Regions from separate parts of the Dromaius novaehollandiae genome. Here region 2 is linked to region 1. Evidence: chromatin contacts called from public Hi-C data. All regions are on one chromosome and are shown on one strand. Each heading gives the region's core, a stretch centred on a gene start, on an enhancer-like site or on the middle of the called end of the contact. The rest is flanking DNA. Distances are from core to core; before and after follow the strand shown.

The links. Hi-C and Micro-C count contacts between places; a contact is called where the count stands out from the background.
Region 2: a contact with region 1 is called in a Hi-C map of liver, with 14 times the contacts expected there. The contact joins two enhancer-like sites. A contact is called at or near these places in 3 of 4 Hi-C or Micro-C datasets (brain, liver and ovary).

The regions. Positions count from the first base shown.
Region 1 is chr1:24,489,097-24,492,347 of bDroNov1.hap1, reverse strand. All of the region lies in intron 1 of LOC135327600 (a long non-coding RNA gene), which reads left to right. Among named protein-coding and RNA genes, the nearest start is that of MET, 27 kb to the right of the region's middle. Within about 2 kb of position 1,392, at least 1 of the 2 cell types and tissues checked has open chromatin away from gene starts, as enhancers often do.
Region 2 is chr1:24,623,085-24,626,443 of bDroNov1.hap1, reverse strand. No RefSeq gene overlaps it. Among named protein-coding and RNA genes, the nearest start is that of TES, 40 kb to the left of the region's middle. Within about 2 kb of position 1,648, at least 1 of the 2 cell types and tissues checked has open chromatin away from gene starts, as enhancers often do.

The DNA of each region.
Region 1 (3,251 bases), core at 143-2,642:
GAGAAACGTTTCAGTGGAAAAGAGCACTTCTGATCTTTTTTTTTTTTAATCCATGGCTACACACGATGTGCAGCTAGAACACCAGAGAATTTATTTGTATTCTGAATTAGTGAGAAACTCAGCTGTAGCAACGCGCCCGGGCTGCGCTCGCTGCGCCGTCGGTGCCCCCCGGGGCCGCCCCGGCAGCAGCGCAATGCGACGCCGCCACCTCCCGGCCGCTCGCCGCAGCGCGGCCCGGCGGCCCGCGGCGCTGCACAGCTCCGCTCCGCGGGAGGAAGAGCTATATACGCTCCTTCGCGCCTCGGAACAGAAACGATCCTGCTCAAGCCCATCACTTGCTAACAAAACACCTAACTAGACACCTAGCAATACTTCTCTCCTATACTGCCACTGACTTCCAAGGGAGTTAGGGCTGCATTTAATTACGCATATGCCTGCATGATTTCTGGAATAAAAATGCTTCCATGAATAGGCTGAATGTGAGGAATACCAATAAGCAGACTGTAACATCCTGGCTCCAGGGAAACAACCAACTTAGTAAAAATGCATTTGTGAAGTTACTTCCACTTGCATTTCACCTGGCAAAACGAATGTTTGTCAACTACTTTACCAGCAGAAATGCACCCTCTGCTTTCATTCTAATAGAAGTCTTTCAGAAAGTCATCTATTACTGCAAGTGAGGAGAGGAGACTAATCTAATAAAACACTCTCTTGAGGCTAGCAAAAATGGATCCAGCAAAATTCTACTTTGCCTGAAATCGGCTTTTCACACCAGGAAAACACAGTCACAAGGCTTTTCACACCAAGAAAACACAGTCAAAAAGAAAGCAGGGAAAGCACAAAGTTAGAAAAGCAGAATTCCCACCTGCTAAATCATGGATTGCAGGTGAATCAAGCCTGGGCAAGACTGGCCTTGAAAGGAGATTTTTTTTTTTCTTTTCTTTTCTTTTCTTTTCTTTTCTTTTCTTTTCTTTTCTTTTCTGCCTGTTTTCCCTGGAAATTTTGACTGGGATTGAGCTGAGCCAGAGACTCCAGAAATGCAAGGTAGCTCTGAAGTAATGGTAATATGTCAGGCAAACCCAGTTTAGAGCTGTGTTCACCAGTACACAAAGCAGCTACCCTCATGAGTCCTAAGGAGTTGATTAAAAATTTTCCTGAATGAAATAGTGGCTTTACCTCAAATCACTGTATTTTCTAAGAATAACTGATTCTTTAAGAGGAAAACAGTATTTTGAGAAGCCCATCCTTTTAAGTCAGAGCATTAAATTGGGGTGCTGATGGTAAAATTGCTTAGGCAGTTCAACATCTGCTCAAGTTTTAGAGGACTAATAGGCTGGGAAACATTGAGCTTGAATTGTTGCTAGTCAACATCTGGCTGTTTGATGCTGCCTCTAATATCACAAAGCAGCCGTAGGCCTCAGCTTGCTGGCTGGGTTAAATCTAGCAGGCAGCTTCTCTGTGTTTTCAGGGCAGCGCGAGGCATAAGGAGCAGATTTGTGACTCTGGCACAATATCTATTAAATAAAAGCATCAGGGTTTGCATTTGAATAGGCCCTTTTCTTTGGCAGATATCAAAATAATTTCTAAAGAAGGGCAAATGTTAGTATCTTCATCACAGTGATAGCTTATATGACAAGCTCACAGTAGGGGACTGGACAAGATCTTGGCTTTACAATAAGCAACAGCTGCTCTCCTTGGTTAAATGGCTCACACCAGCAGTCCCCAAAGTTGTGAGGTCCTGGCCAAGCGCACAAAGCCCCATAGCCAGATGGGCAATAGCAAGCACTGGAAAGCTGGTCCCAGTACCCAGATGGTTCCAGAGGTAACTAAAACTTCACAAAAGACTTGTTCAGAAACACAAACAAGCAGCAGTATTTTTTAACACACCCTGCTTTTTATTTAGTGTCCATTGCTTCCCCACAATCATTTAAGATATAATCCTCAGTTTTCCTTAGGTAGGCATCTAAACTAACCTGCTGCAAGGATGGCATATTCTTTTTTATTTGACCATGTCCTTCTTGGGAAAGTTTCAAACCTGTTTCCATTTTGTGGGTATGCTACATGTTGGTACGCTAAACACTTCTACAACTCTTGAAAACATGGTGTCCTTGCAGAAAAACTACCCTAAAGGTCTGACATGATTCATATATGAAGACCAGGTATAAACATCGTAGCTGATGTTTCTGGTGGTTGGTCATATCATAAGCGAAAGCTGGACTTATCACAGTTATTTCTGATTCTTAGTCAACATATCAAGTTGGTAATTCTCCCAAATCCCTCTGCAAAACATGAATAAAATGTATGTCCACCTATGTTGCTTAGTTCACTGAAATACTTTGACACACACATTAATGTAGCCTTTTAGGTAGCAAGCCATAGCAATGCAAATTGTAGCTTGCAAACTATAGTGCACAGCAATATGCACGTTTAAGTGAGGCGTTCTGCGTATGCACTTGCAACGAGAAGAAAGCTGCTCCCTGTGCGCAAGTGATTCCCACCAGTGATCTGTGGAGCTGCATACATACAAGCGCCAACACGCAGCAACACACAGCACAAACAGGCACTTGTCCCTCAATATTGGCATTCATTTCCAGCTGACAGCTGTTCAGAACCAGATGGGAAACACTCCTTGCAGTTCTGCTTTAAGCCACATCACAACACCACAACCACCACAGACCCCAGGTTGGCAGCCTCACCAGAAAGGCAGAAGAACAAGTGGGCAAGGAAGCTGAATCCCTCTCCTGCCTGCCAACACGAGCCCTCCATGAAAGAACGGGAGCATATTTGGTGTGGAGGAGAGAGGAATAGAGAACAGCAGGCTCTCAGACACTGTACGTTGAAAGCTATTACTACATTTGTTCTGTACACAGCAAATACCGGGGTCCTGTGTTGACAATCTGGCAGCTACTGAAAGCTGTCGAGTTACCTCAGACATGATAAACAGGAGAAAAAAAGTAACAAGTCATCACCAAAAGCAGTAGTTCCCAACCCATGAGGCAAGCCTTCCTAGTGAGGCATGCCAGCATTAAAGATAAGATATGTAAGAGAGAGCAAAAGTATTGCTGAGTCTGAAGAACAGAAGAGAGAGAACTGTTCAATTTATTTATGTTGCCTGATTTTTTTTCCCACTCCCAAGTTCAAGTCTCAGAGACAAAGGATATGCTGCTTGGTGGTAAGGAAATACAGTGCTATAGATCTCCGAAGCAGGGATGCCAAGGAGTCATGGGTCATGGGACGATCGAGGAGAGGAG
Region 2 (3,359 bases), core at 399-2,898, 130 kb before region 1:
GCTGGAAGAGTGTCTCTAAAAATGCCTTCACTCAGGGTTTGCAGCCATTTCTGTCTGATCCGAGTAAGCTTCAAAGAGGCAGAAAAATTTGGGTGTTTGTTTGGCATTTTCAGCATTTCCTATTGGTGTGTTTTGGTGGACCAACTCCCTGTTCCGTACGCTGGTAATTCTGGGTCCTGTTCCAAGGCACTAACCCTTTCCACAGTTCAGATCCTGGACCTAAAAATGGCACATTCTGACAACTAAGTTTTAGGTACCTACACCTTTGTGGGATTTCCAGGTACTAGCAAACAAGTTATACTTTATAGGAATTTGACTCAGTGGAAGCTATTGGGGCTGAACTGTTGTCTCTGTTGGATACATATTTTCATCAAGAAAAGAAATAATGTAGCTTTAAAGTCCCAACTGAAACGAGCTGGGAGGCACTTTTTAAGAAATAATTTTTAAATTGTATATAGGATTATAAGACAGAAATCAGGCATAATCAGTAAGAATAAAATCAGTAAATAGTTCATCAGTTCTTAGAAACCATTTTAATGATCTTTCAGAATAGGAAGCCAGAACATTGTGGGCAGCATACAAACAGCATCTCTCTGCATTCCAGGAATCCAAACATTTTTCGTTTAGAAAATTCTCTATATGGCATGTATTTAGAGGCTTTTCAGACTGTTTTTGTGGGCTTGTATCTTTCTCATTACTTCATTTTCTTCTAATAGTTTGGGGGGACACTCTCCAAATTTGAATATTCATTTAAAAATTTCTTATTTACAAATAACAAATGGAAATGTGGCTGCTTCAAATTCAGTCATAATACTATGATTGTACTAATATAAGCTGTTTGGAATCCTTTTTATGTAATACTTTCTTCCTGTCTAAAGGCATAAGGAGTCAGCACGGTTTAGCAGACTGCAGACTAGGACTGGAAAGCAGAAACATCTGATGTCTAATTTCAGTCCTCTGTTGAATGCAGTGTGACATTATCTAAATTCCTAGAGCATTCTGTTCTCCAGCTAACATCCTATGTAAAATGGGTGTAATAACAACATCACCGTGCTATTTTGAGACTTGGTTCACTCTAACCAGTAAAGTTTATTGAAACTGTAAATTGTGTAACTGCAGCTGTTAACACCAAAAAGGTCTTAGTCTTTTCTGAAATATTTTTTTATTTTCTTCATTTTGGTATTCTCATACGAAGCTGCCAAACAGAATCTGAGGTTTATATTTATAAAGCCTGTAATCATTCCACGAAGTTCAAGAAATCTGGCAGTGATCTGGAAAACTTAGGAGGTAATAAAAGGTTACCAGCAGGAATGCAGAGCTGCCTTGTATGGTAGCGGAGAGTTGAACCAGTACATATTTCAACAATACACTGCTGCTCTTGTCTGTGGGGTGGGCCCTGATTGTATAGCTCTCACTGTATTTGCAACTCATGGCAGTGTAAACATTCTTCTAATAACACAGAGGTTCTCTTAAACATTTGTAAATAGTTCAGCAATTTTTAGAAATGGGGTGAGGACTAGAGAATGCTAAAGAAAGAAGCGTTATCCTAATACTTGCTAAACTCGCTGTCCCAAATCCAGTTCTGTTCTTAATGTAAACCATTGTAACTTGCCTTCAGGCACAATTGTACAATGTGCATTTTAGCAGACTTGCAATGAGGATGCTAATCCAGAGGGGGCTGGGACTGTGCGCTTCCAAACCTGATACCCTAAAATACTGATTTATTTCCACTTAGCAAGGAAAGTCTCCATATTGGCTGTATCGTGAATGCTTTAGAGGATTACTATTTTTTACTGAAGTCTGCTTATGGTGGAAGAGGTAGAGGGAAAAAAACAAAAGCATACAATCAAATTCAATAGCATTTTTGCCAGCTTTGATTATGTTAGAAAAGCAGTTTTGTAGTGTAATGTGTGAAGTCCATAGAGGATAGGAAATTTTGAACTTTAGGCCTACTCACATTAGGTAATCAGTTAATTAATTAAATAGTTTCATTAGAATTACCATAATGATCTGTTGGGTAATGAGAATAATATCACACTTACTTTCACTAATAGTTGGGAAATTAATGGCATTCATGCAGGACCAGAACTCCTGAGTCCTAATTTTGTGCTGGCATTTCTTCCTTTCTCTGATAGGAAGCCTTTACCTTTTCTAATTCTGCAGCCTCATTTTTTTAATGAGGATAGCAACACTAATGTTTCCAGAACCTTCTGGATTTAATTAATAAGTTTAATATAATTTGAAGGTGAATAGTAAAAAATATTCTGCTCCAGGTGATCATCTACCTCCTCTACATTCTACAGTTTCGTGTGACTTAAGTGTGGAGATTTTGTTGGCCAGCATTACCTGGCTGTTACATGTGAGGCTTGAGGCTCTCATCCCATCTAGATGACTTTCCTGGTCTGAATCTTGGCTCAGGGAAGTTTTCTTGTGGGGTCAGGCTGCAGAAATACCCTACTGCAAGCATTGCAGGTAACTTTCTCTAATTAGTTAAGTCAGGTGAATTTCTACACCAGATGAACTTCTGCTATTCATTTCCTTACCATGAGTCAACTTTTTAGATCAAAAAATCAAACCAAACCATGTTTTAATCCAAAATGGTCTCCTTTGGATTGTTTGGTTGCACATATTGTTTGCTGTGGCAGCACCATCACAGCTCATTATTCAGAGAACCTCTACCATAGGAGACCCCCTTAGTCCAAGAAAATGTTGCATCTACAAGTTCTTCATCTTCCAGAGCCATAAAAGTAGGTAGATTAGGCCATGACATATGTCTGTGGGTGCAGAATAGGATGTGGAATTTAAGACCCCCCATCTTAAAGGAGTCTGACAGCATTCATAATACATAGCAGAACATGGGTCTCAGTCCCATAATTTGAGGTAACACCAAGAGGAAGTTCTGAGGGAAGGTCACCTACAGAGAGTCCTGTATGAAGACAGAAATTAGAAGCCTTTGAGGAAGGTTAAAGCTACTGGTTGGATACCCATTGCTTTATATTTGTAGGGACTGAGCTGTCTTCCATAAACAAAGCAAGAGTAGACATTATTTCACCTGTTCTGATATGTAGAATAGAAACCCACTACCACCGGAAGAACATCTTATACTCTGCTAAGCCACATGATCTTGTGCACCTCTGTGAGGCCAGAGGTGTATGCAAGGCTCATTAAGAATAGGATACCAGAAACAGACATTTGGACAGTTTCCTTAGTACATATTTGCTAATAATGCCATGCCTGAGACAGTGGAAGGGTCTTGCAAACAAACTTCAGCCAGTCTCCTTTGATCTCACTCTTTCTTTCAGAATGGTAGATATCGCTGCTAGGCATTTGTTTGACATCTGAGCTGAGTTTTAAGTATA